4 separate regions of the Mus musculus genome follow, and regions 2, 3 and 4 are each linked to region 1. A link is a contact called in public ChIA-PET and HiChIP or PLAC-seq data. All regions are on one chromosome and are shown on one strand. Each heading gives the region's core, a stretch centred on a gene start, on an enhancer-like site or on the middle of the called end of the contact. The rest is flanking DNA. Distances are from core to core; before and after follow the strand shown. Region 1 holds the start of Ggct (gamma-glutamyl cyclotransferase). Region 2 has its middle 56 kb from the start of Mturn. Region 3 has its middle 36 kb from the start of Znrf2. Region 4 overlaps Znrf2 (zinc and ring finger 2).

The links. ChIA-PET counts read pairs in DNA pulled down with a chosen protein or histone mark. HiChIP or PLAC-seq counts read pairs in DNA pulled down with a chosen protein or histone mark.
Region 2: an RNA polymerase II ChIA-PET map of effector CD8 T cells shows a contact between it and region 1, with 149 read pairs. The contact joins the enhancer-like site here to the promoter of Ggct in region 1. A contact is called at or near these places in 11 of 39 promoter capture datasets (3T3-L1-derived adipocytes, the C10 cell line, cranial neural crest and 6 more), 2 of 15 datasets of contacts at CTCF or cohesin (CD8 T cells and the NIH/3T3 cell line), 1 of 484 Hi-C or Micro-C datasets (nephron progenitors), 11 of 115 datasets of contacts at active chromatin or transcription factors (bone marrow-derived macrophages, effector CD8 T cells, embryonic forebrain and 6 more) and 1 of 9 other capture datasets (liver).
Region 3: a contact with region 1 is called in an H3K27ac HiChIP or PLAC-seq map of microglia, with 7 times the contacts expected there. The contact joins the enhancer-like site here to the promoter of Ggct in region 1. A contact is called at or near these places in 8 of 39 promoter capture datasets (the 3T3-L1 cell line, the C10 cell line, hematopoietic stem and progenitor cells and 2 more), 2 of 484 Hi-C or Micro-C datasets (nephron progenitors and uterus), 10 of 115 datasets of contacts at active chromatin or transcription factors (bone marrow-derived macrophages, double positive thymocytes, embryonic forebrain and 6 more) and 2 of 9 other capture datasets (adipose tissue and embryonic stem cells).
Region 4: an H3K27ac HiChIP or PLAC-seq map of embryonic stem cells shows a contact between it and region 1, with 9 read pairs. The contact joins the enhancer-like site here to the promoter of Ggct in region 1. A contact is called at or near these places in 6 of 39 promoter capture datasets (the C10 cell line, the HPC-7 cell line, liver and 2 more), 3 of 484 Hi-C or Micro-C datasets (the G1E-ER4 cell line, cortical neurons and granulosa cells), 6 of 115 datasets of contacts at active chromatin or transcription factors (the SCID.adh cell line, bone marrow-derived macrophages, embryonic forebrain and 3 more) and 3 of 9 other capture datasets (adipose tissue, liver and pancreatic islet).

The regions. Positions count from the first base shown.
Region 1 is chr6:54,990,295-54,996,227 of GRCm38.p6, reverse strand. Ggct (gamma-glutamyl cyclotransferase) reads left to right here and starts at 3,361. Exons shown (of 4, transcript NM_026637.3): 1 at 3,361-3,533. The coding sequence starts at 3,393. RefSeq lists a cis regulatory region at 3,127-3,136 and an enhancer at 3,117-3,146.
Region 2 is chr6:54,734,407-54,740,339 of GRCm38.p6, reverse strand. No RefSeq gene overlaps it. Among named protein-coding and RNA genes, the nearest start is that of Mturn, 56 kb to the right of the region's middle. Within about 2 kb of position 2,864, at least 94 of the 459 cell types and tissues checked have an H3K27ac peak or open chromatin away from gene starts, as enhancers often do. A contact at or near this core is called in CD8 T cells, bone marrow-derived macrophages, effector CD8 T cells and 1 more, where this site is marked.
Region 3 is chr6:54,778,193-54,784,125 of GRCm38.p6, reverse strand. No RefSeq gene overlaps it. Among named protein-coding and RNA genes, the nearest start is that of Znrf2, 36 kb to the left of the region's middle. Within about 2 kb of position 3,380, at least 35 of the 459 cell types and tissues checked have an H3K27ac peak or open chromatin away from gene starts, as enhancers often do. A contact at or near this core is called in adipose tissue, bone marrow-derived macrophages and microglia, where this site is marked.
Region 4 is chr6:54,848,736-54,854,668 of GRCm38.p6, reverse strand. All of the region lies in intron 1 of Znrf2 (zinc and ring finger 2), which reads right to left. Among named protein-coding and RNA genes, the nearest start is that of Znrf2, 35 kb to the right of the region's middle. Within about 2 kb of position 3,333, at least 64 of the 459 cell types and tissues checked have an H3K27ac peak or open chromatin away from gene starts, as enhancers often do. A contact at or near this core is called in the G1E-ER4 cell line, the SCID.adh cell line, embryonic stem cells and 1 more, where this site is marked.

The DNA of each region.
Region 1 (5,933 bases), core at 2,112-4,611:
CTTTGTATAGCCCTGGCTGTCCTGGAACTCACTCTGTAGACCAGGCTGGCCTCAAACTCAGAAATCCGCCTGCCTCTGCCTCCCAAGTGCTGGGATTAAAGGCGTGCACCACCGTGCCTGGCGATAACTTTTAAGATAACTAAATTGATGCCTGTGTTGGGGCTGGATTGTAATCCCAGCATTTAGGATATTGAGGCTGGATGGGGAGTTAAAGGTTAGTCTAGACAATACTGCAAAAATTCTGTCTCAAAAAAAATATTACCCCAACCTAATACATCTTACATCAAAACCCTAAATAACACATTTTACATAGTTATAAGCAGCTTTTAAAACAGAGCCTGAGGCCTGAAGAGATCAGGACAACGTAGAGAATATGTGCTGACGAGAAGCTCGGGCTCTGAGAGGACCAGTATGTGTACAGGCCTGCCTTGTGTGTGGGGTGAGAGGACAGCAGTGTCCTACTGCAGACTACACAGCAAGTGCCTGCCGAGGCACACCAGTGCCAGGTGCTTTCTTTCTATCTATCTTTTTCTGCCTTTTCCACTCCTAAGATGAATATGTTCAAATATAAAGAAAAGAATAGCCGGGCGTGGTGGCATATGCCTTTAATCTCAGCACTCGGGAGGCAGAGGCAGGCGGATTTCTGAGTTCGAGGCCAGCCTGGTCTACAAAGTGAGTTCCAGGACAGCTGGGGCTATACAGAGAAACACTGTCTCGAAAAACCAAAATAAATAAATAAATAAATAAAAATAAAAAATAAAAAAAATAAAATAAATAAATAAAAATAAAAAGGGGCTGGTGAGATGGCTCAGTGGGTAAGAGCACCCGACTGCTCTTCTGAAGGTCAGGAGTTCAAATCCCAGCAACCACATGGTGGCTCACAACCATCCACAACGAGATCTGACTCTTTCTTCTGGAGTGTCTGAGGACAGCTACAGTGTACTTACATATAATCAATCAATCAATCAATCTTAAAAAAAAAAGAATAGAACAGTATAGTGAACACCCACATACATATCACTCCCATTAGCATTTAGCTCTCTATTTTTCTGAATTCTTTTAAAATATAGATAACGAACGCATCAGCCTAAATATGTCAGTATGCATGCTAAAATAAAACTATTTCCTCCATAAGACAAACCACTATCCATTTAATAGTAATTGTCTAATACCATCAAATTCTGCAATCCAAATTCAAGTTCAGTTGTCCCTAAAATATATTTCTATTTGAGTCACCATATCAGAATCTATCAAGGACAAGCCATCACATTGAGCCTTCATGTCTCGTTTCTCTCAAACTAGAACAACCCTCCCTCAGTCTTGTCTTTCTAAAAACACTTTTTACTACATCTATATGCTTACCTATTGTGTGTGTGTGCGTGTATGTGTGTGTGTGTGTATGTGTGTGTGTATGTATGTGTGTGTATGTGTGTGTATGTATGTGTGTGTGTGTATGTGTGTGTATGTATGTATGTGTGTGTGTGTGAGAGAGAGAGAGAGAGAGAGAGAGTGTGTGTGTGTATGCACGTAGGGGTCAGAGGAGACCTGCAGGAGCTGGGTTTTTCCTACCTTATGGGTACTGGAGATGTAACTGTCTGCAGGCTTGGTAGCAAGTGCTTTACCTCCAGATCCATGTAGCTGGCCCCAGCCTTACCTTTTATTTTTAATCACAACAATGTAAGAGATAAGTTCAAGGTGTTCTTCACTGTTTTCTTCTATTGCCATTTGTTCTTATACATGAATGGTTTCTGGAAGAGGGTGATATAAAAGATAAAAGGCTTTTTTTTTTGAGGCTAAAAATCCTTTGTAAATTGTAGTTCACAGATGTGGGGGCTTCGTGTTGCTTCATGTTGTTGTTATTATTGTTGTTGTTGTTTTTCAAAACAAGGTTTCTCTGTATAACAGCCCTGGCTATCTTGGAACTTACTCTCTAGGCCAGGCTGGCCTTGAACTCACAGAGAACTGCCTGCCTCTGCCTCTCGAGTGATGGTATTAAAGGTGCAGTCCACAATGCCCAGCTTCATGTTGCTTTCTGACTGTGTCAGGATAGTCTTCTTTTATTGGTGACCAGATTGACTGGCTATCAGGTGAGAGAGGTCAGGTTTCCCAAATAATCATGGTCTTCCTGTCCAATGACTAGCAGTGAGCCTTGGGGGATAACTGAGACTCTATAAACATCCCTGTGACCTGATGCTCCTGACGGGAAGTTTGGTTGCACCAGAGACAGATGTTCTAATCCCAGTACCCCCATTTCCTGCATTTAGCCAGTATACTTTTTTTTAAAAAAGCAAAGAATTGCTTCCTCATCAGCTATTTGGTTTTCAAAAATACAGTTGGTACTAGAAAGGCAGAACACTCATTTTCTTAAATACCCACTTTTTAAAAGTGATGAAGTGTTAGCCACTGATGGCATGGCAATATGGTTCTCTTCTCTGTTTTAATTTGGTTTACTTCCTGAAGGGAATGACATACATTTAGGGATCATTTTAGAGTTTCCAGTCGTTCTGCTCCTTAAGTTGTTCTCGCTTTGTCTAGTGAATGGTCTTTTAGGAATGACCTTGTTCATCTTGGGGTTCTCATTTTCTGGATTATTGTTCTTTCAAGAGGTAATTTTCACTCCCAGCTTTGACCTAAGATTCAGTCATTTCTCCAGGAATTCTGGCACCTGTCAGTGTGGAGTTGAATTTAGATTAATTTCTGAGGGCCAACGGCAGTCATTGCTCTAGACCTTCAGTTTGCTCTCCTATCTTCATTTCAAGAGCAACAACATGGGTGTTTTGTGTCGTTCTATTTTAAAAAGAGGAAATAGATTGCAACGATGAACAGAGTCAACTGGCTAGCAAATGGCATGTCCGGATCTGAACGTGGGAGAAAGACTACCCTGGTATGCAGTGAGGCAACTTCAGGTAGTGATCCTAAGAAAACTTGTAGGATCAGCCTTCCCATTCCAGGAAGGCTGAGGCAGGAGAACTGCCGCAAGATCCAGGCTAGGCCGACAGCAATTTGAGACTTGTCTCCTCTATACCAGGCGCAGAGCCTACCGCACCACTGGTTGACCTGGGCAATCGCCGCCAGGTGGGGAAAACACAGTCGCCAGTAGCCACTCTCGGGCTGTCCGTTAGACTCGCCAATCAGCGGCGCCTCAGGCAGGGGGCCGTACATCCGAGGGATGCATCCAATAGAAAAGCGACGTCAGTGGGCGGGAGGAGCTGTAGACAGGCCAATCCTGGTAGTTAGCTCACGCCGGCAAGCCGGCAGCCAATCCTCAGCGCGCTCTCTGTGCGGCTCCGCCCGCCGCTCTGCACTACCGCGTGGGTGGCGGCGCACTGCTCTTTTTAGCAGCGCTAGTCCGGCTTCTCTGTGCTTGACGCTGCTGGCGTGGATAAGTGGACATGGCGAGCTCCGACTGTGAGGGCCATGCGGGCCAGGAGGGGGAGACATTCCTGTACTTCGCCTACGGCAGCAATCTCCTGACCGAGAGGATCCACCTGCGAAACCCCTCGGCCGTGTTCTGCTGCGTGGCGCGCCTGCAGGTCAGTGCCGTTGTGCGGGCGACCTGGAGAGCGGGCTAGCTGCGACTCCTGCCGGGAACCTCTAGCCACCGTCGGAGTTCGCAACCCTCCACTGGCTGCCCTTTTCCACCGGTTATGAGCATCCCGTAAGATGCCTTTAATAGGTGCTTCTTAGTCGAGAACTAGCTGCTTTCTGTCCTGTGCGTACCTTATCTATCCCACAGTTCTGTGAAATTCTGCCTGTCCTTTCCTTCGGATCTTAGCGTCCTGGCCTTGAGACCTGGAACCGTGTCTTCAATACTGATAGCAATGTTCGTTCCCTCAGTAGAGTAGCCCAATAAGCTTTTAACTGTGATAAAATGTGTTCTTGACCATAGTTCATTTCCTCTTTAATACGTATTCTTCTGGCACTCAGTGCTGGGGTTACAAGGATGACTGAGCAGCCTAGCTATTTGGAGGACCTTTCTGGTGTACAATCTGATTGTGTGTAGGGCCCTTAATAATTTTAGCCAACTTTGATAACCTTGTCAATTCTTGATTTCAGGCAACAGAAACCAGCTGATTTCAGAAAGGAGAATGGGGAGGGGTGTTGGAAGGCTGTTAGAGAGCTCATGGATTCACCTGAAAGATTGAGTAAACAGGTGGACTACTGTGTGTGTGTGTGTGTGTGTGTGTGTGTGTGTGTGTGTGTGTGTGTGTGTGTGTGTGTATACACAACCAGCATTACAGGAGAGGGCCATCCCTGCTCTGGAAACTGGCCACACCTTTCCTCAACTAGTAAGCACAATATGGAACTGACTCCTGACTGCTGCTTTGCCACAGTTCTGCAATTCCTGAAGCCTAGAGTGGAGTCCCTAATGATCTTAAACACCAGCACTAATTGAGAGCCCCTGCGAGGTGCCCTGATTGGCTAAATCTCACCATGAATCCACGTCCTTACTTAGCAAGCAAGATGATCTGATAACTAGCTCCTAGCCTTTCAAGTTTCAGAAGTGGGAGTCACGCTCTGTACTCTATCTAAAACTCCAAAGAGTGTAGGATTGGAGTTCAAGTACGTGAAGTACAGGAAAGAAATACCACATAAATGATAAATTATAGCTGTGGTTAGCCTTAAAAGAGGACTTGCAAGGTGCAACAGAATATATGACCAGAGGACCTGACCTAGGTGCTCAGGAAAGCCTTCCTGGATATAACTTTTAAGCTGAGACCTGAAGGGAGATGAGGAGAGCAAAAAACTGTCAGGGAGGGTAGCTTGTTCAAAGGACAGGAGATAAAGGAAGTGGTTGGAGTCTACAGGGAGATGTGGCATGAGGGCTGGAAAGATAAGAAAGTGTCATATCCTAACATGACCACAGAGAACTTTGGACAGTCTGTTGCATGCTGTGAGTGGAGTGTCTTACAGGATGAAAGCAGACGATGAGATTTATGTATTTGAAAGCTCATTCTGGTTACTCTGCAAATAGGGCAAGTTATTGGAAGCCCAGTTACGATCTTGCCACATTCATGTCAGAGATAATGCCACCATGATCTAATAGGGTGGTGACAGGGAAGGTAGAGTAATACTCAGAAGATAACATCATAAGGCTTGATGATTGTGTGTCTGTGTCTGTGTGTGTAGGGAAGGTATATCAAATATGACACAGTTTTTGAACAACCAAGTAGGTGATGGTGATAATGTTCACAGAGGAGAATCAGGTTTGGCGGTAAAAATTATAAACTAACTTTGTACTAAATTAAGTTTAAGATGCTTTCCAGACAAGCACATGAACAGTAAATATTTGTGAACATTGGCAAAGAGATGAAGAGATCAGCCCTAACTGTGTGCTCGTCCCAGATCTAAGAGCTTTTGAGCCTCAGAATAGAGATGTGGGATGGTTTTAAAGGTAGCTGAAGCATCCGATGGTATTGGAAGCTGCTGGAGGTAGTGGGACTATTCTGGGCACCTGGATAAATTCAAAAAAGGCCTAAGCTGAATCCCAAGAAACCCAGACATTTCAAAATGGGGAGTAGAGGTGGGATTGGCAGAGATGAGGAGATCAGGTCAACCCTAAATCAGAAGAAAGAGCTGATCTGGACTGGTAGCTACCTACGTTACACACGAGCATTGAGCCATTGAAGCGGACGGAATGACACAGCCTGCTGCCTTTAGCAGGAGGCTGCCAGTCTCTGGTGTGGATTTGATCAGATCTCCTGATACTGGAATATCCAGTTTGCTGCGTGAAGCGCCTTGTCGTGTGGATCAGTGTTTTCCCTGAAGTATCAACCAAGGTTTCTGAGCAAACATAGGTGACAGGAATAATATCCACCAGAAGGGACTGACAACACTGTCATTGAGCCCATCCTTTTGTATTTTGCTGCTGAGGAAACTAAGCCCTAGAGAGATGGGAGGACATCTTCCTAGACCACACAAGGCAAGGCCCC
Region 2 (5,933 bases), core at 1,615-4,114, 260 kb after region 1:
AGGACTTGGGTTTAGGACATCCTTGTCACACAATAGCTACTTTGCGTAAGGGTATGACTGGCACTTTCTACTTTTCTCAGGAATTGGTGATTCCAGGCTGATTGCGACTTACAAGGAATTGCAAGAGCCGTGGAAAGTTTTGAGTCACCTTTGCAACAAAACACCTATGGTCACTTTGATCTGATGGCAGGAACCCAAGTTGACGAATAATTTAAGAGTCATTTACATAGTTTGCATAACCTTTTCTGTTCTAGTAGGAACATGTCTATTCATCCTATAAAAGTATCTAAAAGCACTAACTGATTTTTAGGCCCAGATTTTGATGGTATATGGGCAAAGTCTAATTGCCTCTCTTCCCCAGACAGGTACCCCAGTACTGAAAAAGCTAAAAGGGGGTCATTGAATAGGTCTGAGGATTATTTATGTAAACTTTACGGCTTTGACCAACCTGTTGACTGCCTTGTAAAGTCCCCTCCCAGTAAGACTAGCTCTTACTAGTAAGAACTCATAGACTGTACTTCCCATGACAGATGGCCTTGTATAAGTGTTTGATGAGCTTCTAGAATCTCATTGCTCTGTGTGCCATCCTGCCTGATTGATATAGTCTACCAATTATTTTACTTTGTACTTCTGTGGAGGGATATTTGAGGAATTTGATTATACAGAGAATCTGAAACTGGAGCTGTACGCTTATGTAACCATGTGGGATCTTCTCTGATGGTGGAGTTTGGGGGTTGATACAGCCATCCCATAGTATTAGGACGAGATGGTCTAATAGGAAAGTCTGATGGTTCATCTATCTTCTCCTTGTAATCTAACAGTATTATGCCCTGATTTCTAGAATTGTCTGCATTCTATGAGGAGTCCATCTGCTATCTCCTATAAAGGTTTTGCTAAGACATCATTTTGGACCAAGGTCTAGAAAAATCTTGTCTTACAGTCACAGTCTCAGGGACAAACAGAGGGGAAATAGCTTTTTCTTGGAGTGAGGACAAATTCCAAGTGTTGAACCTTGGGAAAGGATAACTCTACCTCCATCTCTGAGGCCTTAAATGCATAATCAGCAAGAAAAAAAAAGTGACTACAGAGCCCCTTGTAAGTTTGATTTCTATACAAGGAGACCTTGAGGTAAGGATTTGGCTTGGGTAGTGTCCTAGGGACCCAGGTGAGGAGTCAGGGAATAAGGGCTTGCAAGGATGAGAATCACTGATTTGTGGCCAGCGGGGCAACCAGGGACCTTCTGAAACACCGAGGAAAACGAACCTCAAGTTTGCTCCACGAAGGACTGAGGGAGCAGGGGTAGAGATGGAGGGTAGTGGGTGGGGGTGGGGGTGGTGGCACTCTGAGGGCAGCTTCCTTCTTGGAGGTTGGTACTCAGTCTAGTCTTACCATCTTCTTTACTTACTTTCTCAGTAGTTTGCCTTCCTCTTTAGTTCCGCCAGAAGCCCCAAGGGAAGATTTTAATGGCTCAGCTCAAGTCCTATGTCCATTTCTGAATCAATCACCACGTCTGTGTCAGCTCACATGCCCATCCTTAGAGCCAGGATGCCATCAGTAGATGAAATCAACTGTTATAAGGCTGTCCTCATAAAGAGCTGACAAAGAGCAGGAAGCATGCCTCCACTGTGTTTCTCCTCATGGGCCAATGGCACTCTCCTTCAGGACTTATGTCTGACATCACAGCTCCTTTGGAGTGTCTAGAAGCTGCTTCATGAGGCTGAGTAGGTTACTGATGCTCAGTGGTGTCTGAAGAGGAAACTCCACAAGGCAGCTCAAGGCTTTCTGAAGTGAGGGTTCTTGCTTTTCCCCCTCACCGAACACGAGTAGCCTTCACATTCATGCCTGCTTTGGCTCCTGCCGACCCTCCCTCCAGGTCCTGCTTATTTTTTTCCCTGGAACTCTAACTCTCTCTCTCTCTCTCTCTCTCTCTCTCTCTCTCTCTCTCTCTCTCTCTCTCAGATAACTCCCATGTAACCTTCCTTAGGGTCACTTTTTCTTCCTCAAAAGTTAGGATAAATTCTTCCTGCTACAGGCTTCCAGGGAGCTCCATCCTTCCCCTCGTTGAACACATCACCCTAATGTGATTATGTCTCATGATCCATCTTCTCTCCTGCTGTACCATTATTGAAGTGAGAATGGAGAAAGTCCTGTTTTGTGACACCACCCAGTTCTCCAACATCCAAACTATCATGCAATTCACTTTGATTCTAATACTAGCCAGAAAGTGAGAGAGTGTGTAGCTCTGCTGAGTTGAAATTCCACAAGTACCCCCTCTTGAACTGACAATCACAAGCCAGGGCATCCATAGTCTCACTGACAGGGTATAAAATCAGAGGTTCCCATCAGCCACTTCTCCTAGAACACCTCACAGGGCTTAGAGAAACTTAACTTCCGTTGTGTGGTTAGCATAGAAGACACTAAGGAGTGACACAAGGAGTGGATGAGTCACACAAGCACAATTCTACAAGGTCTCATCAGGTATGAAAGCTTTGCCCGTGTGGTTAGGGTGCATTTGCCAGTCACTTCCTTGTTGAGATCTCTATAGCTCTCAGTCTTCAGCTCTGACCTTCTCTATGCTGATGGAAGCTTTGGTGGGTGGCACTGAAACTTCCAAGGTCTCTTTAGTCACTAGACCGAATCTTAAGTCTATCTAGGGATCTCACCCCAAGTCACCTCATTAGTATAAACATGATCGAGATGCAAAGGAATGCATTATGAATAATGAACATAGCTATCATAAAATCCTAAGGAAGTCATGAGGAGCTCAGAACAAACGGGACACACTGGTCACTGTAACAGCTGTTTCCCTGTACCTACTACAATGCTTGGCACACAATAGGCATGCAGTATATGTTTTGCCACATGCATGAATGAGCTAACAAATTCATCATTTCCTTCAAGCCCAGGAAGTGTTCATGTGGGTGTGCCATAGCCCAGGCTAAGCCCTCTGTGTGGGTAACTGCAAAGGCTTTGTGCCAGCCCCCATCAGTTTCTCGGGTGGGTTTATGAATGTCTTTAGTGCCCATGATGGTTTGTTAATGGAACCCAGGAGAAGCAGTAGTCCAGGGGACAAAGGTGACAAAGGCTGCCTTATTCCCAGGCCAGCCTAGCAGCTCTTCTTTCTCCTACTGGGAAAAGAGCCATAGACAGGTTTCTAGGAACTGCACTGGCAACCTGAGGGCCACCTGGAAGGCAGCACTAATCGGGTTGGGCAGCCCTTAATAGGAGGAAGACCCACCCCACCCCCATCCTGCTCCCTGCTTCTTTCATCTTCTTCTAAGAAACTGGTTCCTAAGAGTGGAATAATATAATTCCCATTAATGAGTCCTTATCAGTAGTTCAGTAGTTAGGGAATGGTAGGAGATAGACTGTGGCCATACTAATGATTCTATTAATGAGTCTATTCTGCCTCTTTCCCATCTGTTGCCTACATTCAAAAAAGATATTTCTGTTATTATTAAAGGATACACACACACACATACATACACACACACACACACACACACACATCCTTACCCTCACAAGTGAGCAAACAGGATTTGTTTTATTGACAGTAATGCTCAAATACTTACAATCTTGATATAGTTCTATCTAATATATATACATTTTGAATATATTTTCATCCATTTATAGAAATGAAAATAAATGTTCAAAAATCCCCAAATTATAATCTTTCACATTTTCACATGTATATTTTTCTTCTAAGAATTCAAAACTTACCTTTAAAGGTCAATATATGCTATAATCCATGTTTGTGGAATGTTCGAGTGAAAATTATACAAATGAAATTATTTTAGAAAAAAAAAAACTCTAGCATTTCATGTCCATCTAATTGCTAAGTCAAGAAACGTGGCATCGTTATGTTAAGAGTTGCAGGAAAATGTTTTGAGTTAGCATTGCAGAAGTTTCCCAGTTGTCACTTGCATCTATGTAAATTCCGTGTCAATCTGTGACCACCCCAGACCCAACACCAGGAACTGAAACGCGAAGGAGAAGTGAAGCCTCCTCCTCCTCCTCCACGGGACCGACACTGTTGTTTGAGGATCTGCATCTCTGCTACTTAAGAAAGATATGACAAAGCTTGTCACTTCCTGTTTTCTGAGTTCTTTTGCTGTTCAGATCTTCCTTCCACCCCGAGAACCGTGCCTGCCTAAGTGAGCAGTGGCTGAAGTCCCAAGCCCCCCTGGTGTCTCCAGGCCATCCCTTTTGTCTCTAGGTATTACAGGACTTTCCCTGGGGAGATGTGCAAAAATCTCTTTTCTGCAGATACAGCACCAACGAAGCAAACAAACAATTCTATCCAGGGCCAGCTAGATGAATCAGTGAGTTTACTGAGGTAACCTACAGGGACATGGAGAGCTAAGCAGCTGGACCAAAAACCCTCCCTAAGCATGGGAGCCAGTTCAATAGAGCTACATTATGGGAGTCTCATCTCAGTTAACCTTCTATCTCCTACATAATTTAACAGCCCACCCAACAAGGTCCTTAGCAGCTGGAGCAGGATCATGTGCAGCTGGAGGCTGGAAAGCAAGAATGGCTAAAATCTCAGTGAGGGTCTGATGATGCCCCCTTCTCGGAGGGGATGTTATGGAACCAATCTTATAAGGGTTTCATGTGCATGACAGCAATGGCCATGCCAGTCCAGGAGACAGAGTTCTATCACATTAGGACATACAGCATGTCCATATATAGAAATCTAGAGCTCAAAGACATAAGGGGTGCTGGTCACAATAGTAGCTGCCTAGTATCTTGGGCCAGATCCTGAGAAATGGAAGGACCGTGTTCTTTAACATATTCTGTAAGTGGCAGATAGTGCCGATATTTGGTTTTGCACATGACATGGTCTCCATTGCAATTGCTCAACTCTGCTGTAGTGCAGCAACCAAAGGCACTTCCCAAGTCAGTCAGTGCATGCTCTGTGGTGCAATAGAACTGCATTTACCTGTGCAGCTGGATCTGATCCAATTAGCTCTTGGTTGCTATAACTAACAATGGCTCTGGGTAGAGCCTCTCCTTCCCATGCAGACAGTAGCTGGGGCTGCAATCCTTCTAGAGCAAGGTATCTGAAAATGAATGAAACCATTGCGTTCACTGGAGCAACTTTATCCAGTGTTCTGTGGCTGTGATGGGCCCACTGCTCTTCATGACTATGTAAGGATGGGCAACCCTTACTGAATCTCCTCATTCATAGTCCGGCCAGCTTGCTCTGCCACATCCTATAGATGATCGTTGAGAAGCAAAGGACATGGTGATGATGACAACCATCCTTTGCAGATCGCATCACTGTTTTCCATTCAACCCCCAAGAGAATCTGTGAACTGGGCGTCATCGAGCCATTTGTACACTCAGGAATGGGGAGGACAAAGGGTGTAGTAGCTTGCCGAAGAGTTCCCGATTGGTAGCTGGTGGAACCACAGCGCAGAACCAGGTCTTTGGATTCCAGTGAAGGACTGATTTAACTTCAGCCATGTTCATGTCTGAGTTCAACGTTAAGTAATGTAAAACCAGTGCTTTTTAATGTTGGGCACCTGCCCATCTGTACCATCATTTTACATCACTTAAACATACCATAGGCAGCAGACATTCTCTCATCACATGCATGGCTCATTTAAGTTATTACCGAACAAGCACCATTTATTCTAATCTCTCAGGTTGTGCCAAAAGAACAAAACACATGGCATCTTTATTAGTTTCTCCTTACCTGAGCTTTTACACCAGTCTGTGGATGGGGGAGCTCACTGCACAGATATGGCTTCTCTCAGCTGCACAGGCTAAGTCCCCTCTGAGAGAACCTTCCAGAAGCTCTTCTGTACATGTTGGGGTTCAGTGATCACTTTTGATGCTGGGTAATTTTTTGTTTTGTTGGTTTGCCAAATGGCAGAAATTTTGCAAATTTCAAATCCAAGTTCAATTCTTTTCATTTAATAAAATTT
Region 3 (5,933 bases), core at 2,131-4,630, 210 kb after region 1:
TCTCTGTTTTGTTCTCTTTGTTTGACCCCTATGAGCCCAGGTTATTTGATAATGTAACTTTTCTTGTGTCCTTGAACTCTCCAGCTCCTTCAATCCTTCCTCCTCTCTCTCCATAGCATTTCCCAAGCTCCACCTAATGTTTGGCTGTGGGTTTCTGTATCTGTTTCCATCAGTTGTTGGGTGAAACCTCTCAAATGACACTTGTAAGTGAACATTAGCCACAAAGTATATGATGACCATCCTACAATTCACAGACCCGAAGAAGCCAAATAGCACTGAGGGCCCAAGGGGAGATGGTTGAATTTCACTGAGAAGGGGAAATAAAACAGACGTGGTAGGGTGTGGTGGATGGAAGGAGAGCTCTGGGTGGGGAGTGGGGTAGAGAGGAGAGCAAGAGGGTTTGAGTATGGGGAGGACAGGAGGTGAGGGAACTGGAATCATGGGAAGGTGTGCATCTCTGAAATAAGCTACAAACCGAGAACTGTGGAGACTCCCAGGAATCTATGAGGGTAATCGTTGCTAAGACTCCTAGTAATGGGGAATATGGAACCTGAAACTGGCTATTTCCTGTAACTAGAAAGGACTTTCAATGGAGAAATTGGGATACCAACCCAGCCACAAAACCTTCGACCCACAATTTGTCCTGCCTACAAGATGAACGGGTGTAAAGATGGTGCAGAGATTGAAGGAATGACCAACCAATGACTAGACCAGCTTGAGGCCCCTGCCATGAGAGCCCATCCTTGACATTACTAATGATATTCTGCTCTACTTACTGACAGGCACCTGTATAATTTTTTAAGTGTAAGAAGTTGACTAGATACCCAGGTTCTTGCAGCAGTGGGCTTTTGGTGTGCATCATCCGACTTCCTTTTGGGTGGCAGAAGGCTAAGGAAGCATAGGCTTTGGTCTCCAGTACTTATCTTGGATACACGGCTCGCAACCCTTTCCTTTCTTCTGCTCTCACTGTGGGGTGTGCATCAAGCCCAATATAATAATAATAATAAAAACAATGGCTTTTCTTTGGCTGTTAGTGAGCAAGTTCACGCCCAAGGTTCTGTTCACTGAGGATGGCAGAAAATGATTTCTAACAGTGGCTCCTTATCAGACTTTTTTGTTTCTAATAATTCTGTAAAAAAAAAAAATACCATAGTTTTATTATTATATCTTTGGGGGACTGTCCCTTGTGAGACTCACCCTGTGTCTAAGGCTGGCCTTGGGCTCCCAGAAATTCTACACCTGACTTTAATTCTTGCAAATAATTATGATTCTGTGTATTTCTTTCTTTCTTTTTTTTTTTTTTTTTTTTTTTTTTGCCTTTTAATGTCTGGAAGTCCAGAAATAGGGATGCTACTTAATTAGCATGCCTCCGCTGTCTACGTATATTTTGAAAGGAGTGTACTTAGACAATTGCCTATGATATCTTCTCACAGGAAACTTTTGTCTGTCATCTGTTCTCTGAACAGGAAGTCCAATGTCAGCTGCACAATTTAAAACAGGGCAATCAGGAGAATATAAATCTAAGTAAGCCCATATTCCTAGTGACATAATTCAGTGTGTATCAGATCCAGGCATGGTAGCATAGCACCTCCTGCAATTCCAACATTCCACAGGAGAAGACAAGATGATTGAAAATTCTGACTGGACTACATAGTGAGACCAATGTTAAAAACACCTAAAACCCCAAACCCTCCAACCAAGTAAAAGAACACAATCCAGTCCCAGAGTCCGCTTTGAACAGTCATCCTGGCCTAGAGAAACATGTCCGTGCTGTGGGATCTTTAGGCTGCCACTGGGCAGAGAGCAGGGTCATCACTCAATCTGAGCACCAACAATAGTGCCACCTTTGTCGAGAACAATGTTGGGCTTCATTAAAAGGCTGTACAGACGCAGGGTGAATGAGGTAACCGGCAGAGAGCTGGCATGCAGGAGGCAGTTGGTAAATATGGCTGATACTTATCTCTGGCCCACCTGCTGTGATAAGATACCAAATCATGAGCCAATCATCTTGAGCAGCAAAACACCTCCTGTGAGAGGCAGAGCCACCAAGCCAAAGACAGCTGCTTTCTTTGTTCTGGACACCTCAGCTTTCTCTCATGAGAGAAGAATGAGAATCCAATTCACGTGGCCACTCTGCTGCTTGAATTAGCAGCTAGAGATGCAATCTGTACCAGTAGGGCTTCTTTGTAGGAGCAGAATGGATAGGCTGGATAGCGATTAAAAGAGAATTTATTAGCGCAGCTTACATGAGACCGTCTAAGGTAGTCCAACAATGATTGATTCACCACGGAGAGGCCCAGAATCCCACAGTTGTTCAGTCTCCAGGGCTCAATGTCTCAGCAGACCCCGGAACTGAAGGTCTGGCACGGCCCAAGAAAGCCGCTACTCTTCTGTACACATTAGGAGCTCAAAGCTCGCTTGTAACATCGGGCAAAGGAACGCAGCCGTAGCCACAATACTGTTGATGAACCTGTCAGGGAGAGAGAAGGCCAGGAGAGGAAAGAGAGGCTGACCCTCCTTCCACTGCTGCCACCAGCTGCCACGGGAAGGTGCAGCCCACATTAGGGTGGCTCTTTCCACTTTGGATAATCTGGCCAAGAAAATTCCTTACAGGTGTGCCTAGCACTTGCCCCTTAGTTATTCCAGATACAAAGAAGCTGACAAGAAAAAAGAGTCACCACACAGGTTATGAAAGGAGTCAGGCCTCCTACATTCCCCTGATCTCAGTACCCCAGGCGCAGCTCAAGCATTGTCTTGCTTCCTTTTCTCTTTGGGTTAAGATGGAGGTCAGCGATGGTCCCTACAGTACTGTCATTCTGTCTGTGGGCTCCACTTGTCAGGCAGTCTTAAGGACAGGCCACTGGTGTGCTTTTGATATGAATGAATGCACTGGATTTGGTGAGATAAAGGATTTAAATTTAAAACAAACAAACAAACAAACCACAAACAGCAACTGCTTGGGAGGGTGTAGAGAAAGAGGAACACCCATTCTCTGCTGGCTGGAGTTCGCACCGATGCAGCCACTACGGATATCAGTGTTTAGGTTCCTCAGAAAGCTATAAATAGATCTATCATATGACAGAGCTCCTGGGTATCTATTATAGAGGTACTTGCTCATCATGGTTTTTGCTGCTGTCTTTACAATAGCCAGGAAAAAGAAGGAGCCTAGTTGTCCATCACTAATGAAAATATGGTACATGATTACAATAGTTTTATTCAGGTGTAAAGAGAAATGAAATCATACAATTTATAGAAAAGTGGATAGAACTGGAAAATACTGTACTAGGTTAGGCAACCAAGGCCAAGCCAAAAAAGCACAGGCAGTTCTCTCTCCCATGCAAATCCTGGCTTCCACATTGTTATATGTGTGAGTCTGTGTGAAAGTGAAAGAGGGAAGAGGCCAGAAGACCGGGAAGGGCCCACAAGGGGAAATTACTTCCAACATAACATTGCCCTATGATTAAATCCCAGTGATTAGTGTCTATGTGTTGCTTAAAATTATTATCTGATAACTTATGAGAGATTTCAAATTCCTAACCTCGTTCTTTAGAATTCCTACTCAAATTCACCTCCAGATGTATTTGTCTTTTCGTTAGGAATGCTACTGAAAGACTGTGAGAATCTGTTTTGTGTGCATTTCTACACATTTAACTGTTTACATAGTTTCTCTTTTATTTTTGCTTTAGTGATTTGCATCTTTTATCAGTTCTCATTATGTTAATTTAAATCTTCTAATAAAAATCCTGAAAAACAATGGCATGTAGACATAATGTTAAATAAAACAGAACAAAACCCAAGAGCTAAGAAATGTGTTGCTCTCTGCTGTGTTGCCTTGGGTCTAAAGGTGAACTTCGTAAGCTCTCAGCGCCAGTCAGCATCTTACATGGTCATTCATGGATTCCTAGGAGCCATTCCTGTGTGAAGAAAACAGCTGTTCCCACCAGGCTTTGGTTGGTTTAACAACCATGTCAATGTGCAGTGTGACTCAGTAACCAAAATACATGCAGAACCCGACCTGTTCTCACACGACCACACCCAGCAAGCAGCACCGCCTTCCACTCAGATCCTTTCCTGGTTATGGCTTGGTCTCCCACTTCTCCATCTATCCCCTGCCCTTAACTGTCATTTTAAATATCATAAATGTGTGTATCTATATGTGTATGCACATGTGCATATACATCATACATATATACATACTCATACTCATATACATACATATAAATTGTGTGTGTGTGTCTATGTGTGTCTATGTGTGGTGTGTAGGTCAGAGGACAACTTTGTGCAGTTTGTTCTCTCCTTCTGCTTTTATACACATTATGGGCTTAAAACTCAGGTCACCGGGCCTGTGCCACATGCACCTTAGCCTGCTGAGCCATCTTACTGGCCTGTTCGTGTCCGTTTGCAAAACAGCAGCGTACTGGCTGGTTTTGTGTGTCAACTTGACACAGGCTGGAGTTATCACAGAGAAAGGAGCTTCAGTTGGGGAAATGCCTCCATGAGATCCAGCTGTGGGGCATTTTCTCAATTAGTGATGGGGGGGGCTTGTGGGTGGGACCATCTCTGAGCTGGTAGTCTTGGGTTCTATAAGAGAGCAGGCTGAGCAAGCTAGGGGAAGCAAGCCAGTAATGAACATCCCTCCACAGCCTCTGCATCAGCTCCTGCTTCCTGACCTGCTTGAGTTCCAGTCCTGACTTCCTTTGGCGATCAACAGCAATGTGGAAAGTGTAAGCTGAATAAATCCTTTCCTCTCCAACTGCTTCTTGGTCATGATGTTTGTGTAGGAATAGAAACCCTGACTAAGACAAGCACCCAGAAGCATTCTTTAGCCCCAGACATCACAACTGAGCTGTTCGATGCACAGCCCCTGACAGTGTTTACCACCTCAGCTAGCTAAAAGCCAGTCTTCAGAGTGGTCCAGAAAGCCACCAGGACCTGCTGCTATCTGCGGCTCCTGTCTGCTTCACTCACCAGCATGACGATGACACCTTCTTGCTGGAATTACTAACGTGTGTCACCATGCCCAACTTCCTGGCAGTTCTTTGGACTTCCTCACTTCCTCTACCTGCACTGCTTCTTGTATGTCCGTATCATCACTCCCTTCCTTCTTTCCTCTTTAGTATTTGATGTCATCTTCTCAGCAAAACCGCTCCTACCACACCCTCCTTGCATATTGGAGGCTGGGTATGCATTCTAGTAGTAGAGCTTGCTGGCATGCAGGAAGCCCTAGGTTCAAGCCCTGGCACTCCATGGTGGCATAGCTAGGTTGTGCTGATGCCTGAAACACTCCATCTTGTAGGGAAGCGTCTTAAGCAGGAAGGTAAACAACTCAAAATAGCTTCAGGAAGTCCCTGAAACAAACCAGATTCTCCATGCCCCTCCCTGCAAGAGTAAGCAACTAACAATTGTGAGTCTCTAAGAGCAGAACTCAGCTGCAAAGAAGACTCTCAGACCAGACCAACTGTCTGGAAGAAGCCGAAACTAGCGGAGCTGCTGGAAGAGATTTAGGCAACCAAGGCACCTGGCAAGGACACTCTCCAACCTGTTGAGCCACCTGCAGGTTGTATGGTGTGGTTCCCAAGTTTGTGAGTTGTCACCTGGGCTGTGGTGGGCCTTGGTGATGCAGTTGTCTTTGAATCATTCAGTTCCTGTAAGTAACTCCACCCATATGCCTGTAAATAACCCAAATAAAACTCAGGTCTCACCAAGTTGGACTTGGCGGCATCTTGGGTTCCCAGTCTGGGGTGAGTGGACATGTCTGCTCTATCTCCCCATGAAGCTTTGTCACACAACATGCCCTTCAATGTTCTCCAAGTTTTCTTTTCTTTGTCACTTTATAACAGACCATGCTGTGTACCAACCCCTCAGCACACTTGCCTGTTCCAGTGGACACAGGCTCCAGAAGGCAGAGAGCTTTATTGCCTGTGGGATTGCCC
Region 4 (5,933 bases), core at 2,084-4,583, 140 kb after region 1:
TGTGAGAGCACTTACAGAACTCTTTAGAAGGAAAAGCTGAGGGCTGGAGAGATAGCTCAGCGGTTAAGAGCACTGTCTGCTCTTCTGGAGGTCTTGAGTTCAATTCCTAGCCACCACATGGTGGCTCACAACCATCTGTAATGGGATCTGATGCCCTCTTCTGCTGTGTCTGAAGACAGCTACTGTGTACTTATATAAATAAAATACGTTTAAAAATACTTTAAAAATAAAAAATGAAGTTTAGATCTTATTAAAACTGTAGTGAGGCTTGGAAAAAGATAAAGAAGGAAAAGCTGAGAAAAAAAATGTATCTTCAAATATTCAAAGACTCAGGACCCAACAGATAAAGACAAAAAATCTAGGAATGACAAGCAAGTGATGGCTAAAAGCATGTACGCAGCTACACTTCCTAATGGCTCTGTGTAACTCCCTTCCAAATGTTAACCCCCAATCTTTTACCATAAACAACTGTAAATTAAGATTGTCACCAAAAGCTGGGTATGGTGGCGAAAGCCTTTAATCCCAGCACTTGGGAGGTAGAGGCAGGCGCATTTCTGAGTACGAGGTCAGCCTGGTCTACGGAGTGAGTTCCAGGACAGCCAGGGCTACACAGAGAAACCCTGTCTCAAAAAGCCAAAAACAAAAACAAAAACAAACAAACAAAAAAAGATTGTCACCAAAAGCTTCATTAAGTGTTGTGTTTCTATATTAATCTTTCTTAAAATATTCCTTCTCCACAGTAAATTTAGTCATTCCCACTTTTGTGTTTTTCCTGGACTTCAATAATACTTCAAATATCACAGCAGAGCAAGGGAGAGTATTTTCTACATATTTATCAGCCTCTTAGCTTAGAGGTCTAATAAAACTTAATTAAAGCCCAAAAGTATTTAGACTAAAGGTCCCTGGTTCAATCCCAGGTTTTGGCACCAGATGAATGAAAACAGTAAAATATAAAAAGAAAAGGACATGATTGCTCCTAGGTATAGAAGAGACAGTTTATTGTAGATAAAAGGGAGAGCATGGCCGGAGGCAGACACCTGGGGAGAATGCAGAGTGGTCAAGACCCTGAGCCCTGTGAGGAGAGAAGTGCAAAGTAGCAAGTAGGGGAGCCAGTTGCGGCATCCAGGAGGCCAAAGGTACAAAGAGGGAGGGCAACCAGAATGTCTGCATTACAGAAGGAAGAGTCTCAGGGGAGAGATCTGCCAGCCCTGAGCTGCACAGTTCAGCGTAATGAGTTGAGGGTAGTGGGCATTGTATGCCTGCTGCAACGGGACTGTTGGCTGGGAGAACCGGGAGGCCAGGTCCTTTTTGATATGTTAAGTAGGCATCTCAGGTGTTTGTCCCTGGTTTGAGACCTAACATCTGGGTACAAATACTAGTTGCACTACAAACTATAACGATGACAATGTTGATAACGGTAGGTACACAATGGCATCCTGATGACGATTAAAGAGAATATAAAGCCTAAAGCACAGGATTCAACAAACAGTGGCTGTTCTTTTCTTCTAGAAACCAACCAATGACAAGTAAAAGAAGACTGATGCTCAGCCCTAGCCTTGTGAATATTTTAACAGGACAGGTAACGGAGAGATTTCCCCTCCTCCAAACGAGGGCAAAAATCACCCTTACCATCAGTCAGAAGCTTCTGCAGAATGGCAGGGAAGCTAAGTACTCAGGCCCCATTCTAACAGTTTGTGCTGCCAGGAGTCAACCCCCAGTGCCTCCAGGGGGGAAAAAAAAAGGCAAGCCTTATCAGTGAAGTAAAGTCCTGATCTCCATTCCTCGTGAGATTTACATATCAATGCATTATTCTACAAAAGCAGTAAGTTATGCAGATGCAATGTGATTAGCCATGGGAGGTCCTAGCTCCTGCAGGCAAAGAAGGGGAGGTTATCTTCTCCAAACCAGAGTCCAGGCAGGGGGTGAGGGGGATGGGGGGGGGGCGGGGGGAAGGTAGCCAGGTTCAACACTAGGCTGGCTATGTGGATGGCACTGATCCAAGCTCGCAGGTTCTTGTATTTTAACCTTTATGTTTTAATTGACTAATAATTACTATAAGGAAATAATAGATAGGCTTACTCTAAGTATATATGAGCTGAACAAATTAATGAGACAAATGTGTTTACAAGACATTTTATAAAGTAATCTCCATTGGCTATACCAGGCAATACGGACCTCCAAATATGGCAGCTGTCCTCTCTTCAATAGTGCAAAGTATAAAGGGAATGAATATAGGTCCAACTGGAAAGAAATCCAAAGTAGCAGAACTGAGCTCTGCTTCTGGCTTGCTGCATCTTGGCTCCTGTTATGCACGATCATTACTGTACACACATGCCATCTGTCTTTGGACTTGACTTTTCATATTATTTCCCATTATTACCTTAATACAAATTTAGTGAAACCATTTCATTCTTTTCCTCCAAGAGAACAACTATGTCACCTGTTTTTGCTCAAGTAAATATACTTTGTTTTCAGGTATTTGTTAAAAACCTATTTCCATCTCTTCAAGTTCAAATCAAGTTTTATCATGTAATCTCTTCAGATCTTAAGCCCGAAACAACCTCCCTTAGCCTGTGAAGAGCCCAGAGTAATTCCACCCTCCTCTTACTGCATGCAAGCCTTCAAGCAGGTCTTTTCAATTGCAGTAAAACCACCGGGTCTGCAGGAGCCCCATAAAGGCTAAGATAAGACCAAGGCCTTAAAATAGCCTTGAGCAACATCCTGCTATCTGCCACACCCTGCGCTCCAGAACTAACCCTCATATGAATTCCTTTATTATCCCCTGAACATCTGCTTCAAAAGGAGACTGCTTATGCCCTTTCAAGGTCATTGTGTCAGCCCCTGAGCCTGACCATATCCCTAACTGGTTAGCAGCATTTTCCCGTAAAGTTGCTTTTAATTTACTACTTTGGTGATCCTTTCCTCATTATCTGTGCATCGTCCTAGGAACTGATGCGGTTAATTACAATATGAAATTCTATTTAGTCTCCTGTTTTGTTTGTAAAGTACAGTTTAAAACAGATACCGTAGAGCAGACCAAGATTGTTTAATTCATATATGCTAGGTGTTTAGCAGCCCTCTAACCTGTCAGAAATCTGCTAAATATGCCACTTAATATGTTTAAACTTACTGTGACAGAGACTCCCAAGTCCTAAGAGTGATTCCCCCAAACCTCCAAGAAGAGAAGGACACACAATACCAGAGGACACCACCTGGAGTGTGGTGCGCTAACCACTGGGCATAAATGTGCCAATGCTTTACCTGCTGCCAGGGCCTGGTTTAAACTGTGAACAGAGGACACTGGAGAACAACTGCCACGTGTTGCTTAAGACAAGGTGAGGGGATCTCTACCAAGTTCCTCCTCCACAGGAAGGCCTCTCAGATGTGTGGGGCCTGGTAGCTGAAGACTGATCCTTTGTTGGAGCTGTGTCCCCAACAAAGCCATTGATATCACAGGAACCTAGTGGGGTAATGGGTAAGTCTGTCATTTTAAATGACACAAAGGCCAATTACAGTACAATTTATCCTTCTACCTGCCAGTGGGTTTATGCTTCAAAAGAAGACTGCTTTTGCCCTTTCAAGGTTGTTGTGTCAGCTCCTAGCCTGACCAACACTCTAAACCAGTTAGAAGCACCCCCCCATCCCACCCCCCCCCCCCTGCAGTGAACGAAGTTGCTTTTGGTTTACTTCAGACTTTGGGGGGTCCTTTCCTCATTACCTGCTCACCCGTGAGCCCAACAGCCTCCATATTCACTCTATGTGACATCACTGCTGCTATGTACATCTTCTCTCTCAAGTGTGATACCCTCTGTGAGGCAGAAGTTATACATCCTTATATATTCTGTGTATATATTCTATTCCCAATTCCTCTCCCACCTAGACCTACAGACAACACTGAATACCTAAACCACCTTAGCTTCAATTCTACAGAGGGAATAGCAGCAAAATTAAGAAGCAGAACAAAGAACTCTAATTATGGCTAATCATAATCACAAGCAGTCAAGTCCTAAACCGCTCATGATTTTCCAAATTTATTTATAAAGAAAAACTGTTTCAAACATACTAAAATTAACCACTTTCTGTAAGCAAACAAGTTTTATAATACACAGCTAAAGTTCTGAAGTCTAACCTGAGAAGACAGCCATTTCAGCTGCTAGGGAGACCTATTAAATGGTAGGCATGTATAGGATTAACTGCTAGGAAAAAATTCTCCTAGAAATACAAGATAAACAACCTCCTAAGCCAGGACAAGACACAGATCGCCTACCCTGACTTTCTAATAAGAATAACTTCAGCTCAAGAGGTCAATGGAGAAAACAGCAAATGAAATCCCCAGCACTGAACCCTACTTCTATTAAGAGCAAAATATGTGAAATGAAAGCACCAGACCAGGGAAGAGCACAATGTAGCAAAATACATTCCAAAACAAGGTTGCTTGCTACATTGTAACCTTGTTCAACAAGTGCTTTATAGTCTAAAGACAAGATTCTCTAATGAATCATCCAAAGTAATCCTGAAGGAACATACATAACTCATGTCAACAGAGATCACTGCATAGCAGAGATTCTTGGAAATGTATTTCACATGGGTCCAAGTTTTAAGCCCATTAAGGAAAGTCAATGTTTTCTATTGTCTGCCTGTGTCTGATAAGTCTTTGTTCATTTTTTTCCGGTAGTCTTTACAAAATCATTACTTTTGAAGATAATGGAAACAGGAAATGAATGAAGCAAGGTTTAGGTGACCTATTTTGTGTAGTCCAAAAGTCATTAATACTACTTTGGACACAAAGTAATAAGCATTCAAATATCTGAGTGAAAGGTCATCCAAAGATTTGCTGGTTGTTTAGACTGAAGGATACAGAAAGGATTCACTAAATGTCTTACAATAGCTTTTAAAAACAATTAAGCCTTCCAGTTTTCTGTAAGTTTCTGTTTTTAAACAACAATCACCCCCACCCTCCCCCCACCCTCCCCCACCCTCCCCCACCCTCCTACTTCCTGAGAACAAAGCCACAGCAGAGGAGCAGACACTCTCCAGCTTTACCCAGTGCACACACCTTCAGTGCAGTCCAAAAGACGCTACAGTAAACCACTCCCACTTCATGCTCAAGGTTGTGAGGCTGGAAACGGTCCTACAGGAGCATCCAATCTCCTTTTATAGAGAAAAGCCAATGCAGTAAGAATTCTACCCTTTGCTTATTTACAATTTATACTTAAACAACACTCTCTTAGTCTATCCTCACCCTCAGTGCCAAACAGTCACTGGGCTCAGTCAATCAAGATGATCATATTTGTGACTTCCCCCTAACCTGTGTATGCACGCCTGTCTGTCTCTGTCTGTCTCTGTCTTGCCTCTGTCTCTGTCTCTGTCTCTGTCTCTGTCTCTCTCTCTCTCTCTCTCTCTCTGTGTGTGTGTGTGTGTGTGTGTGTGTGTGAAGCCTAGAGATCTGGAAGCTAGAATGACTATAAAACCTCAGGAGTGGGTCATCCTCATGGATGCTCTTTGTGTAGAGAAAAACTGATATTGAAAACCACAGGTGACTAGAAAGCAATGCTGCCTGACCAACACAGAAAATGAAGAGTGGGATTTCTTCTTTATTTCTAATCTGTGAGTGAATTTATGTATCTTACAAAAAAATGTCCAGTAAAATGCAATTGCTCTCATCAACCAAACAACAGAAAAGGGGAACAGAAACAAAGGTGAGGTGGAATGGTTGAAAAGTTGGGGACAGGCCAGTTCCATGAGAATCAAATCAAACCCCAGGAGGTAATGCAAACATTTTTGGTAAAGTACCCAGTAAGGAAACAAAGATCAATGCCTCAAAATGGCCCCCCATAACTAGTAATGAAGGGCAGTGAGACAGGGACAGGATGATCACTAAAGGAAAACAAACGAAACAACAATTCAGGAAATGCTTTGAGTGTTTCCACCCA